2 separate regions of the Sus scrofa genome follow, and region 2 is linked to region 1. The links are chromatin contacts, called in public Hi-C maps. All regions are on one chromosome and are shown on one strand. Each heading gives the region's core, a stretch centred on a gene start, on an enhancer-like site or on the middle of the called end of the contact. The rest is flanking DNA. Distances are from core to core; before and after follow the strand shown. Region 1 holds the start of LRP1 (prolow-density lipoprotein receptor-related protein 1). Region 2 holds the start of NDUFA4L2 (NADH dehydrogenase (ubiquinone) 1 alpha subcomplex, 4-like 2).

Region 1 (6,035 bases), core at 1,000-3,499:
ACGAGTGAGCTAGATGTGTGTGTACAACATGGAAAGGAATCAGTATGAATTAACTGAAGAAAGCAAGTTACAGAACAGTATATACCGTATGAGTTCATCTGTATTTTCAAAAGGTGTTTATTTATATTTGTTTATCATTTTTTAAAAAAGCCTCTTGGAAGGAGACCTGAGGAACTCTTAGTTGTGGTTATTCTGAGGGTGGGACTGAAGAATGGGAGTGTGGAGAGTGGCAAGTTGACCTTTCACCTTGTACCTGCCTCGTACTCTTTTTTTTGCCATTTTTTTACAATATAAAGTTAACACAAATAAATACACATTTGCATTCAAGAGACAGTAGGGCTTGGGAGGTAGCAAGTGAGAAGTGATCATGATTTGCTAGCTGAGGCCAGATATTGGAAGGTCAGGACCGAGAGAAGAGTTCACGTTGGATTCCGTTGCCTAGAGACGCCCAGTAGAGGTTCACCAGCCAGGAAGAGACACAGGGAAAGCAATTTTAGCAAGGTTCACCTGCAGACAATAGGCAGCAGGAACAGGAATGGGACTACCCCTCACAACCCTCTCAGGCTATGCATGGTCACTCCAGCTAGCTTTTTCCTTTCAAAGCTGCCCGAAGTCTTTTTCAATCTGACTTCACTTGGATGACAATATGAGGAGGGGATTCCAGGGAGAAGAAGCAACCTAGTAGGCATTCATTAAAAACATATAGTGAGTCCCTGCAATGTGACCACCTCTGTTACCCCATGAGTCCTGGAATGAAAGGCTAAGACCCCACCCCTCCCCAGAGAAACCCTCAGGGGCAGTGGAAATGGAAGAACTCTGAGCTCCATTTCAAAGGGGAAAAAAATGACAAATCTCAAGCACAGGCTTTGCAGGACTGGCTATAGGAAAGGCCCAGCTGGCAAAAAGTCTGAGGTTTCCAGCCTGGGAGAGTCTACAGGCAGGTGGCCTTGGCCCTGAGCAAAGCCAGCCTGGTGGAAGTTGTAGTTTGGAGGAAAGGTCTAGCTTCTTCTGGATTCCTCTCTTGCTCTCACTGCCATCAACAAACACTCCACGCTGCTCTGCTTTCTGCCAAGGCCAGACTGGAGTGAGGATTTGGGGCCTTTTCTTGAATTTTAAAAGGGAGAAGGGTGGTGCAACCCTCCCTCATTTCAAACGTCAGTTTCCGGCAGCCGACGTTGCCTGCCTTCTCCCTGAACTCTGACTTCGTCGACACCAGAAAGTCAGACATCCATGGTACAGCCTCAAAACACCACCCAGAAGGGGGCAGTGGCCAGAGGCACATTCGCCGGGCTCTGGGAACCGCCCGGCGCCCAGTGGACTCAAAGCAGCATTCCCATAGGGACTTAGGCCAGGACAAAGGTCTGGCACTCTGCAGACACCTCCTTAGAACTCAAGGCCTGGAGACAGAGGTCTAGAGTCCCTCATCTTATTCCAAATCCCTGCTGCTTGGAATCTAAAACCCCGACTTGGTAGGAAGCCAGTCAGAAGGTATAAAAAACAAAACACCAAACAAAAAAATAAATGAGCCCAGACCTCTTGGGGCTAAGAGGGGTGGCCCTTCCTCAACCCCACCCGCTAGTGACTCACCTCCCTCCAAACCAGGGACTGCCCCTCCCGCGCCCGGTGCCAGGAGAGCAGGGCGGGGCGGGTACTAAGGTGGGCTCCATCCCCAAGCCCTAGGCGAGCGGACAAGCTCCGGCGTGTCCCCGCGGGTGTCCCTGTTTACTCCAAGCCCTAGAGCGAGGTGAGGGCGGGACTTCTCGGCCCCTCCCCCAACCCGCCCCCCTCCGCCGCAGGCCCCAATCCTGGTCCCGGTCTTACAAAGTCTCCAAATCAAAGCTCAGCCTCTCCCCGTATCTTCCCAGCGGACTGGCGGCCCCCGCCCCCACCCCGGGCAGCGGAGGCACAGTCGGGCTTTCTCGTGGAGCTCGGGCCTCGACCCAGACCTCTGGGTCTTGGATCCCCAGACCGGGCCTGATCCTAGGGCAAGACACCGAGTTTCAAAGAGAAGCCGCTCAGGGCTCCTCGCCCCCTGTTCAACCCCCCTCGCCTCTTCAGTTCTGCAGCGCAAGGGACCAAGCCCCAGTCAAGGAAAAAGGCGCTCCAGGCCCAAAACTAGCCAGCAGGGCCGGGACCCCCGCTCTAGGACCGCTAGCCAGAGATCCAAATCTGGTCGCCTCTCTGACTCCCCCTCCCCAGGGCAGCGCGCCAAATCAGCGCATGCGCACTCACAGGACTGCCGCGTAGCTCTTCCCCCCCCCTTTTTCTTTCCCCGCCCCTTCTCTCCCTCCCTCCTCTCCTGGTCCCCTCCCTCTCCCCCCTCAGCCCGCCCCGCGACACCTCAGTCCGGGTAACAGTGGTGCGAGCTCCAGGCCCGTGCACTGAGGAGGCGGAAACCAGGGGAGCCCCCAGAGCTCCATCAGGCCCCTTCCAAAGGCTCCCCCACCCGGTCCACGCCCCCACCCCCCTACCCCGCCTCCTCCCAATTGTGCATTTTTGCAGCCGGAGGCGGCTCGGAGATGGGGCTGTGAGCTTCGCCCGGGGAGAGGGGGAAAAGAGGAACGAGGAGAACAGCAGGGGTGAAGGGTTTGGATTGGGGGGCTGGGGGTGCAGCTGGTCTGCAAGCCCTTCCCAAGGGGGCTCCGAACTTACCTCGTCACCCACGCCCCTGGTGCGCTGTGCTGAAGGATAGGATAAGAATAGAGGAGGAGAAGGGAGGAAGGAGGAAAAAGGGGGACCCCCCAATTGGGGGGGGCGACGGCGAGAAGTAACAGGACCAGAGGGGAGAGGGCTGCTGCTTGCATCAGCCCACACCATGCTGACCCCGCCGCCGCTGCTGTTGCTGCCCCTGCTCTCAGCTCTGGTCGCTGCCGCTATCGATGGTGAGTGAGATCCCGCGGCCCCCTTGGACCCCTGGGGACACCCACTCCCCAGCCCCCACTCCAGCGTTCGGAGGGGAAGGGAGACGCGGGAGGGGGTGCCTTTTGTTATCCCAGTCCAGCTGACACAGCAGCGGCCCAACTGGGGGTGGGGATGGGGGGGTCCAATTTGGAGAATGGGGGCCCTGACAAATGATGCTTCAGGGACCCCCCAGCCCAAACAAAGACCAGAGGCCTAGGAAGGGAGAAGAGGGATCCCCTTTTTCTGATCCTGGGATCTAGAGGCCTTCTCTTCCTATCTCTGGTCGGGGAGGGCCTGCGCCTCTTCTACGTCCTCCACCCCCCAACCCCCCATCTGAATTGTAAAGGAATCCGGATTTACAATGTACTGGTTGCAAAAGGGGGCGGGGGTCCTTTTGCAGTGCCCTCTGAATCTGAAAGGGGGAGCCAGGTCAGGGGTGCCCTGCTGAGAGCAGACAGGCCCTGGAGAAGGCTGTGGGTGGGGAGAGGGAGGGCCAAGAGAAGGCCCCCTGCTTGGGTGTGGAATCTGGGCCCTTGGAGACCAGGCTAGGAGGCCTGGGTCCAGGATCCAGCAGGCTGCCAGCCTGGGTTCCGCGGAAATGGGCACTTCCCCTTCTCAGGGCCTCTGTCAGTAGCCTGGCAAGGGCCGTGTTGGGGGGCATAGGGTGGGGGCAGACGAAGCTGTATGACTTTGAATTTCTCAATTCCTGGGAGCTTTGAGATGAAAAATGTCAGATGTCATCCTTGGGGAAGGGGGCTGGAGAATGGCCTGGAATGCTGAGGTGGGAGGGTAGAGGAAGGTTGCCTGCTCCCTGACTTCTGGCTTGATCACATTTTGGAATGGAAGGAGAGTTGGAGGTTGGAGGGGGGTTATGTCTATGCCTATGCCCCCACCCCCTCACCCCCTCATTCTCTGCTCCTTTGGTAAATGTGTTTATTTCTCTCCACTATTTTCCCTCCTACACACACAGACACACACACACAGACACACACACACACACAGACACACAGACACACACACACACACACACACACACACCACTTTGTATACTGCAGTTAGGCTTGGGCCAGAACTGTGTCCTTTCGGTGAAGTGGGGTGCCCCCTTCCCTCTTTCTGTGTCAGCTATTTTCCCGCTTACTTGTGAGTCACTGGTTCAAGTCTTGCTCAAGCTTTGAGCTGGGGTCATGGAGTTGAGTTGGGCTGGGTCCCTGATTTGAGAAGGGGTGGGATCCCATCCCTTCCCGACATTTAGTCCTCTCATCCCGGGGAAAATCTGGGCCCAATATCACCCTGCACCCCTCCTCCATCTTCTAAATTTTGCCAGGTTGGGATTGGGAAAGTTTTTCTCTGAAACCAGATTATCTCTCTCTCTTCCCCACCCCCCAGCTTGCTTCAGCTAGGGGAGGGAGGTTAGGGGGTCAGGTAGTAGCTGTGCCCAGAAAGACACTATATTCAGTGGCCCTCAATCATGCCATCTTGGGGACCCTGTCCACTTGTCCCCACACACCTCAGTTATCTGCCCAAGAGGAGGAAGGAGGCTCTGCCCCGAATATCCTTCAGATCAGCCCTTGCCCATGACTTCCTCCGTTATTCAGGTTGTTTCCTCTTGTTCTCAGCCCTGTGAAGTGGGAGAGGGAACTGAGGCAGAGATTTGGGTGCAGCAGCTTCTGGGAGAGATAGTGAAAAAATTTTAAGAGTGAAAGTGTGAGCCATCAAACGTTGGAGGTAAATGGAGTTAGAAGGGAGAGGAGGTCTCTGAGAGCAGAAGAGGTCCCCAGCCCTGTCAGGAATGGCCCAGGGAGCTTCATCCCTAGGGCTGTAAAGTGGGGTTTACCCACCAAGTTGGGGGGCAGGCGGTGAGTGGAAGAGAGAGACTGGGCATGTTCTCCTTAACTGTCTCCCAGCCTTCCTTAAGTTTGCACCCAGTCCACAGCTGTAACCCCAAGTCAAACCAAACTCTACCCAAAGTCCCAGGGAGAGGACCCCTCCCCCCAAACACATCAATGTTCTCCCCTTAGCAATGGGAATGGGAATCGGTGGTTCTACCCTATTCTAGGGGGTGGAAAAGGGCACCTGCCCAGACCTGTATGGCCAGTGTTGTCCAGGACAGCCTAGGGATTCCTGTATCCCCACCCTTGCCCTCATGGCCAGGCCCCACAGACACAGAACTTTCTCCTCCGCTTTCCAGAGAAGGACACTTCCTGGCTCCAGCTTCCCTGACTCAGTGTCTAACCTTCTGCAGACCTTGCTGCTTTCCCTCCAAGGGAGCAACCCTGGGGTCCTCCTCCACCACCCCTGCCTTCTCTGCTAAGCCCGAACCCAACCCGCAGCATGCCCTGCTCTTTGGGGAGCATTGTCACTCCCTGCTAGTAAACAGAACAGGGTATGCTTGCTACCTGGGAGGATGGAGGAACAGATGGAACGGGGGACGGGAAGAGGGGTTACGGAGGTCCCTGCTGAGACGAGGGACATTTTGTAGTAGAGAGGGCTGGCTGCCTCCCTCTCTCTTACCCATCTCCACATACCCGCCCAAGCCATGTATCACCAGTGATCAGACAAACTGGACAGCTGAAATGAGTTCTGAGGCTGAGTTGTTTGCCTCCTGGCTCTCCAAGGGGTGGTTCCAAACTCCTTTCTCCTCTGGTCAGACTCAGACCCTGAACATCTCCCCTTACCCTCATCTTTCAAAGCAGGACATGCAGGACATTGATTTAGGGATTGGAGGGGTATTTTGATGTTTGTGGCTGCTTCTCAAGACTTCCTTTTCTCCCAATCCTGCTCTCTCTTCCTCCATTTCCTCTACTTTTTTTTTTTTTTTTTTGCCCCCCAGCCACTCCCCATCACTGGGCCTCTTTAAGGATGTCAGCTGGGGCCCTGGTCAGAGCCAGATCCTGTCCAATTCTCTCAACTCTTCCAAACTCTTTACTTTCCTTTGGGAAGCCCTTCCTTACCAAGTCTAACTTTCTTTCCTCCTGCTGTTGTCTTGGCCTTTGCATATCAAACCCCCAAGCCTCAGGTTATTCCCCTCATTAGTCTCCTCTTGGGGTCCCCCCACCCCATCACCCCATGAACTCTCCAGCATTCGAGTCCTCCAGCTCTGGATGGGGGCGCGTTGCCCTTGGGGAATCTGGTTG
Region 2 (6,035 bases), core at 2,139-4,638, 110 kb after region 1:
AGCGAGGCTACTCGCTGGTGTCTGGTGAGCCAGGGGATGGTTGAATCTCTGTCGCCTCAGGCAGAGGCCCAGGACTCACCACCTCCTGCATCCTGTCTCCCCTTAGGCGGCACTGACAACCACTTAGTGCTGGTAGACCTGCGGCCCAAGGGCCTGGATGGAGCTCGAGTTGAGCGGGTGCTAGAACTTGTGTCCATCACGGCCAACAAGAACACCTGTCCTGGAGATCGAAGTGCCATCACTCCTGGGGGCCTGCGGCTGGGTGAGACCTGGCCTTCCAGGAGGGAAGGGTGACTGCTAGGTAGGCTCGGGCTGGGCTGATCCTCTCTGCCTCTCTCCCAGGGACCCCAGCCTTGACGTCACGCCAGTTCCGTGAGGATGACTTCCGAAAAGTTGTGGCCTTTATAGACGAAGGCGTCAGCATCGGCTTGGAGGTGAAGAGCAAGACCAGTGAGTGGGCCAGACCTCCCCTGCCCCCAGCCAGCTGCCATGCCCAACCCCAGCTGATCTAATGGTCTTCTCCGGGGCTCTAACCACGTTTTTCCCCCTCACCCATCTCTAGCTAAACTCCAGGATTTCAAATCCTTCCTGCTCAAAGACCCAGAAACGTGCCGTCGGCTGGCTGACCTCAGGCAACGGGTGGAGCAGTTTGCCAGGGCCTTCCCCATGCCTGGCTTTGAGGAACACTGAAGGCACCTGAGAAATGAGCCCCACAGAGTGACATTCATTCCTCCTCCCCCTACCTGGATAAGGGTGGGGGTTTTACTGCTTATCTTCCAATTTTTTGCTGGAGGAGGGGAAGGCCTCCCACCTCGGGAAAGGGCCAAGTGTAGTTCTCTGTCCCAGAATCTGTAGCTGAGAAGCTTTCTTCTTGTAACAAGACTTAGAAGGAAAAGGCTGGGAAGCTTTCTGCCCTAACCTCTCCCACTATTTCAGTGTTACAGACTCCCTGCCCTTTCTTGGGGAGGGGGGAGTCCCCCTTCGTGAGCCAGAGGAAGGGGTGGGTATACCACCTCCTTTCTGTTTTTATCTAATAAAATGTTAACCTACCCTGAGCTTCTGTTACTGTGGGAGGGGTACCCTGGGCCAGGGGGTGATTTCCTCGCTCCCCTCCCACCACCACCACCACCAGGACCCCCCGGGGCTGCAGCCTCCTCTCTCTGTCTCTGATCAGAGCCGACACCAGACGTGATTAGCAGGCGCAGCAAATTCAATTTGTTAAATGAAATTGTATTTTGCCCACGGCTGCTTCTGTTTGATCCCGGGGGACAGAGGGGAGCAGGGGAGGGGTGGGGAAGGCAGAGAGAAGCCCAGGTGTGTGGCGGGAGCGGGGGCTGGTGGGGGGACACTGGCATGGGAGGCAGTGGGCTGGGGCACTGGGAGGAGGGAGCCGTACCTTCCTGGGTGTCTCATCCCAAGCTGGCGGGGCTGTCAACAACCAGCAAGCCAGGGCAGCACCGCCCCTGGGCTGGCACCCAGAGCCTGGGCTAATGTGGGGCCTGCCACGTCATTTGGCACTCAGGCCCCCACTTGCTCGCGGCTCTCACGTAGGCCACGCTCAACACGTAGCATGTACCACACCCTGTGAGGCCCGGGTAGCGGGGACTGGCTGGCATGGGACTTTTGGGTCGACTAGGCTGCTGCCTGCCCTCCGAACTCCCCCTCCCCCTCCTGAGACTCAGCTGAGGGTCAGAGGCCCTTCCGGTGCTGGGAACAGGGGAAGAGGAGGGGGGTGGAGCTACTCCCCTCCTCGTGGGAACCCGGCCTGTGTAAGCAGAGGTTGGACAGGGTGGCTGGAGTGGCGCTCTGGGGTTGGGAGTGGGGAGTGGAAGAAATGAGTAGACTGGCTGGTGGTGGTTTACATCGACTTGCACTGCAGCCAGGCTTAGAAGTCTGGCCGGTCCTTCTTCAGCTTCTTATAGTCAGTGGAAACTGCAAGGAACTATGGGAGAGAAAGGGGGAATTGCACTCAAAGCCCCAGGCCGCCCTTTGCTGGGCCGGGATTAGGAGATGAGTGATGAGTGGATGGAGGTGCAACCCTAAAGCCACCTGGAGGTACCTTGTATTGGTCGTTGGGGCTCAGGCGGTTCCAGGGCTCTGGGTTGTTCTTTCTGTCCCAGCTGCAGAGAGGGAGGGAGAGGGTTAGGGTTTCCTCTTTGGGAGCTAGGACTCTGGAGCCTGAGGGGACATAAGGGTCTGTGCGTCCCCCCTACCCCCTTCCTCCCAGGGGTGGGGCCCATTAGCAGGCACTGACAAGACAAGAAGGCTGTCACCATTGTCAGGCGTGGGGCCAGATGACAGACTCGACAACCCAGCCCAGGGACTCCTGCCTGCTCCGTGCCACCCTAGGTTAGCCCTGCAGAGCAGAGAGGTGGGAATCTGAAATCCTGAGGCACTGGGGTTTCAGTGATGCCAGACAATGCCCTGGGTGCTCCTGCCTGTGCACTGGAGGGCCCTCCATCTCGCTGCCGGCGCCTTTAGCGGGGCTTGGGGTCTCCTGCTGCCCTGACCCCAAAGGCGTCCCCAGCAGCTCATGGGGCCACCCCCCCCCCAACGCTTGGGCGACAAGAGAGGTACCCTAAGGCCACCAGCAGCCGACTGATCGGCGTCGCCATGGCAACAAGGCCGGGGATCCGTGGAGTTCCAAAGCGGGGCCAGTCTCGACTCACTGAGGAGCAAACGATCAGTCGGGCGGCCCGAGGGGAAGCCGGGCCCTGCCAGGTCAGGAGTGAGCTCCAGTCCCAAGATGCCACTTGTGGCCTGGGGACCCCTGCCAGAATCACTCATTCCCACCGTTCCTGAGAGGCCTGTGTGTTGCTATCCCATCTTAACCCCCATCCCCACCCCCCCAGGACCTCACTGCAAGGTCCAAGCCCGGCCTTTACCAGACGTCGGGGCTGCGTAGGGCGAGTCGCAGCAAGTAGAGCGCAGCGCTGCCCATGCCCAGGCCAATGAAGCCAATCATCGGGATGAGCTGCAGGAAGACAGAGGCAACTTTCAGGGGCAGCTCCCTCCCAATCGCCCTGTGAAAGCTTTTCTGCTGGGGCTGGCGCTCCTGCTCCCTCCCTTTTGGGAGAGGGGACTTGCAACCTCCCACATCACATTTCCTGCCACAGCCTCCCTCATCCAGTCTGTCTGAGGTGGATTCAAGAGACACAGGGCATATTGCAGAGGTGGACTGAGGGGCACGTTGAAGAGAGAATAGGACATAGGGGCAACTGGGCAAGAGGCAGGATACTGGGAGATTTGGGGGCCGCTGGGGCAGCCAGAGAGTTAGAAGGTAGAATCATGGCTCCTGGGACAAAAACTCACCCCGGGATGTCTCTTGATCTGCCGATAGAAGCGGGCTCCAAGGGTCGTTCCTGCCATTTCTCCTCTCCAGTGTCTGGTCCTCTCCAGCTCTCCAGAGGCCCTGCTCCCTTTTTCCTCCGGGGTCCCGCCCTACTCTGGGGAGGGGTCAGCCCAGCCCAGCTTTGCCCAACCCAGCAGCTTCATCATACTTACCACGCCCCCCACCTCTACCGCAGTTCCAGGCTTCTCCAGGAGGAGAATTATTTGGGAGCTGAGGGATTTCTGCTCATCCACTCTCCACTCCAGGGGGTTGAACCCTGGCCCATGGGACACCATTATCCTTTGGGCTTTGGACCTGTCCAAGGGAGAGGCCTCTCAGACTCTGACTCAGGGACAAATTTAGGGGCATCCAAAAGTGGGAGAAGGGACTCACCATGGGACAATCTGCAGACAGACCTCCAACAAAGTGCAGGTGTGGGTGTGGCATGTTCACAGGTCGGACCAGAAGGGGCCAGGGATGAGTGACGGCATCTGTAATGCTTCCCTGACATCCTTTGAGCCTCCCAGGAAGCAAGTCTTAGGGGCCCTGGTTCTGTCTCCCTCAACCGTATACTAGGGAAAGGAGGGGAACAGAGGTGCCAACAGCACTAAAGCTGCTCAGCCTCTCTAGTCCTGGATGATTTCTCCCAGTTGTGTTGTTGTTAGCTTTTAAAAGTGTTTGGCGGCCAGGAGAACTGGGCATTATTCTAAACCTGGCTCAGGAAAGAATAAGTCAGTTGGCCAAGTTTGGGGACTTGAGAGACTTTCTGCCTACCTCGGGTAGCCATCCAAGGAGGTCACTTGATGCCTGTGGCTGAGATGGAGAGAAAGAGAATGGAGTGAAGGAAATAGGAAAAGATAGAGAAGATGTTGAAAGAGGAAAGAGAACAAGACACAGAGTGACTGCCTCCCTTTGCTGGACAACTTGGGTGTATGCTAGGTTGTCAGCGTAAGAAAGTACACTGCCACCATCTTTGGGGACCTGGGGCCCTAGGGATCCAGCAGCTGTGCCCTAACCACCTCTCACTAACCTCCACCTCCACCTTCACACTCACTCTCTCTCACACACACACACACACACACCCTGCCACTGCCCTGGCAGCCCATCCTATAGAGCAGAGTCTCCCACTTCTCAAACAGAGCCCCAGGCAGGGGCAAGCGGTGCACCCATTGCTGGGCCCTCAGAGTACAGGGAAGGAGGGGTCCCTTCCTGGGGGCCCTCTTCCTTTCCTTTTCTCTGATACCTCCCCGCCTCCTGAGCTGACAAGCATGGCTGTAATTAGGCTGCGGGGTCCTGAGCTCTCCGAGCTCTCCGCCTCCCTCCGGCGGATAATGAGATAAAGTGTCAGAGACACAGTGAGAACAAAGAGACAGAGACTCAGTGCTTACGTGTATAGGGGGCGGGGGACGGGGACTGATGGGATGTCAGAACCTGGAGCCAAGCAGAGCCCGGCCCTCCCTGAGCAACTGCACCTCAGGGCCGGGTCAGGGACTGGGGTGTCCTGTCACTTATGTCCCCTAGCCCTCCAGTCTCTGGGACTAAAAATCAGTCTTGAGGGGCTGCACAGCTGGGCTGCAAGCTGGCTCTTGAGGCACAGCTGGGGTGTCAGGATGCCAACGGGAAGTCTGGCCCTTTTGCTTCTTGGGCTCTTGCTATCCTTCTGGTGCCCTTTCCTGTGAGTTCCAGGGACCTGGGCCTAGGGCATTCCAGACCCCTCCGCCCCACTTCTTTTCTAGAGCCTGCCTTGGGCCTCCACCCCTGCTTTTCTACTTTCTTATACATTATTGCTTCTGCTCTTGCCTCTCCAGGGCTCCCTGACCCCCTCACTTGCTTCTGGAACATGTCTCTGACCCCCTTGACTGTGACCCTATTTCTAAACGCCCTCCCATCTCTGGATAGTGGTCTCTGGGGCACAGAACTCCTTGGGTTCCAGATTCCATTTCTTCCCACCTCCCTACACTTTCCCATGAGAAGGACTCAGGCCACGCTGATCAAGCCGGCAGAAGTCATTAGCTGCGGATTAGGCGTGGCCTGGGGCGGGCTGGGGGTCCCGCTGGGAATCGTACTCTGAACCGAAACAGCATAGGGCACTAATCCTCAGTCTGAGAGCTGAACGTCAAAAGCAGCTGGACTCGAGCAGAGGAGCTTGCCGCGGGGCCGCTGGGCGGCGGGGGGCCGCGGGCGCCCCCTGGGGGCAGAGCTACTCTCAAGCACTTAGGGGCGATGCCTCCAGCGCCCCCTATCGGGAAGCGCCGGCCCCGCGCCCTGCGGCTTTTGCAAAGGTAAGTTAGCTCCAGGAGCGCGGGACCCGCCCGCCTGCCGCTCCAGCCACTCCCCTCGCCAAGGCAGTGGGTTCCAAAGCCTCCACTCTACTGAAGTGAGGTGGGGCAGAGTGGAGGGAAGGAGAGGGGACGCGGAAGCTCCCACTTCTCCAGCTATGAGCATCCCAGGTTCAAGCGGGTTCCTGTCTCCGGCTGTGAGGCCCCAGACGCAGTGGGGCTCGGTCTCCGCTCTGAGACTGCTCTCTGCCCTCTGACTCTGCCTGCCCCTGCCTCTGACTGCCTTTTTTACTGCCTCTTCTTCAGGCCCTGTTTATCACTGTATCTTTGTGTCTTTATCTCTGTGTCTCTCTGTTCTTTCTCATTTTGTCTGTCTCTCCCTCTGCAGCTCTCTTTATCTGGCTTTGTCTCCCTAAGTATGTTTC

The links. A called contact is a pair of places that touch in the nucleus more often than the background predicts.
Region 2: a contact with region 1 is called in a Hi-C map of liver, with 3 times the contacts expected there. The contact joins the promoter of NDUFA4L2 here to the promoter of LRP1 in region 1. A contact is called at or near these places in 2 of 5 promoter capture datasets (fetal skeletal muscle and liver), 9 of 47 Hi-C or Micro-C datasets (alveolar macrophages, embryonic fibroblasts, fetal heart ventricle and 4 more) and 1 of 2 datasets of contacts at active chromatin or transcription factors (alveolar macrophages).

The regions. Positions count from the first base shown.
Region 1 is chr5:22,433,387-22,439,421 of Sscrofa11.1, forward strand. It overlaps LRP1 (prolow-density lipoprotein receptor-related protein 1), which reads left to right and starts at 2,250. Exons shown (of 93, transcript XM_021091826.1): 1 at 2,250-2,882. The coding sequence starts at 2,816.
Region 2 is chr5:22,539,273-22,545,307 of Sscrofa11.1, forward strand. NDUFA4L2 (NADH dehydrogenase (ubiquinone) 1 alpha subcomplex, 4-like 2) reads right to left here and starts at 3,389. Exons shown (of 4, transcript NM_001205377.1): 1 at 3,313-3,389; 2 at 2,886-2,974; 3 at 2,060-2,120; 4 at 1,210-1,942. The coding sequence starts at 3,369. The coding sequence ends at 1,886. SHMT2 (serine hydroxymethyltransferase, mitochondrial) reads left to right here. Exons shown (of 12, transcript XM_021091827.1): 9 at 1-24; 10 at 107-262; 11 at 343-450; 12 at 563-1,050. The coding sequence ends at 690.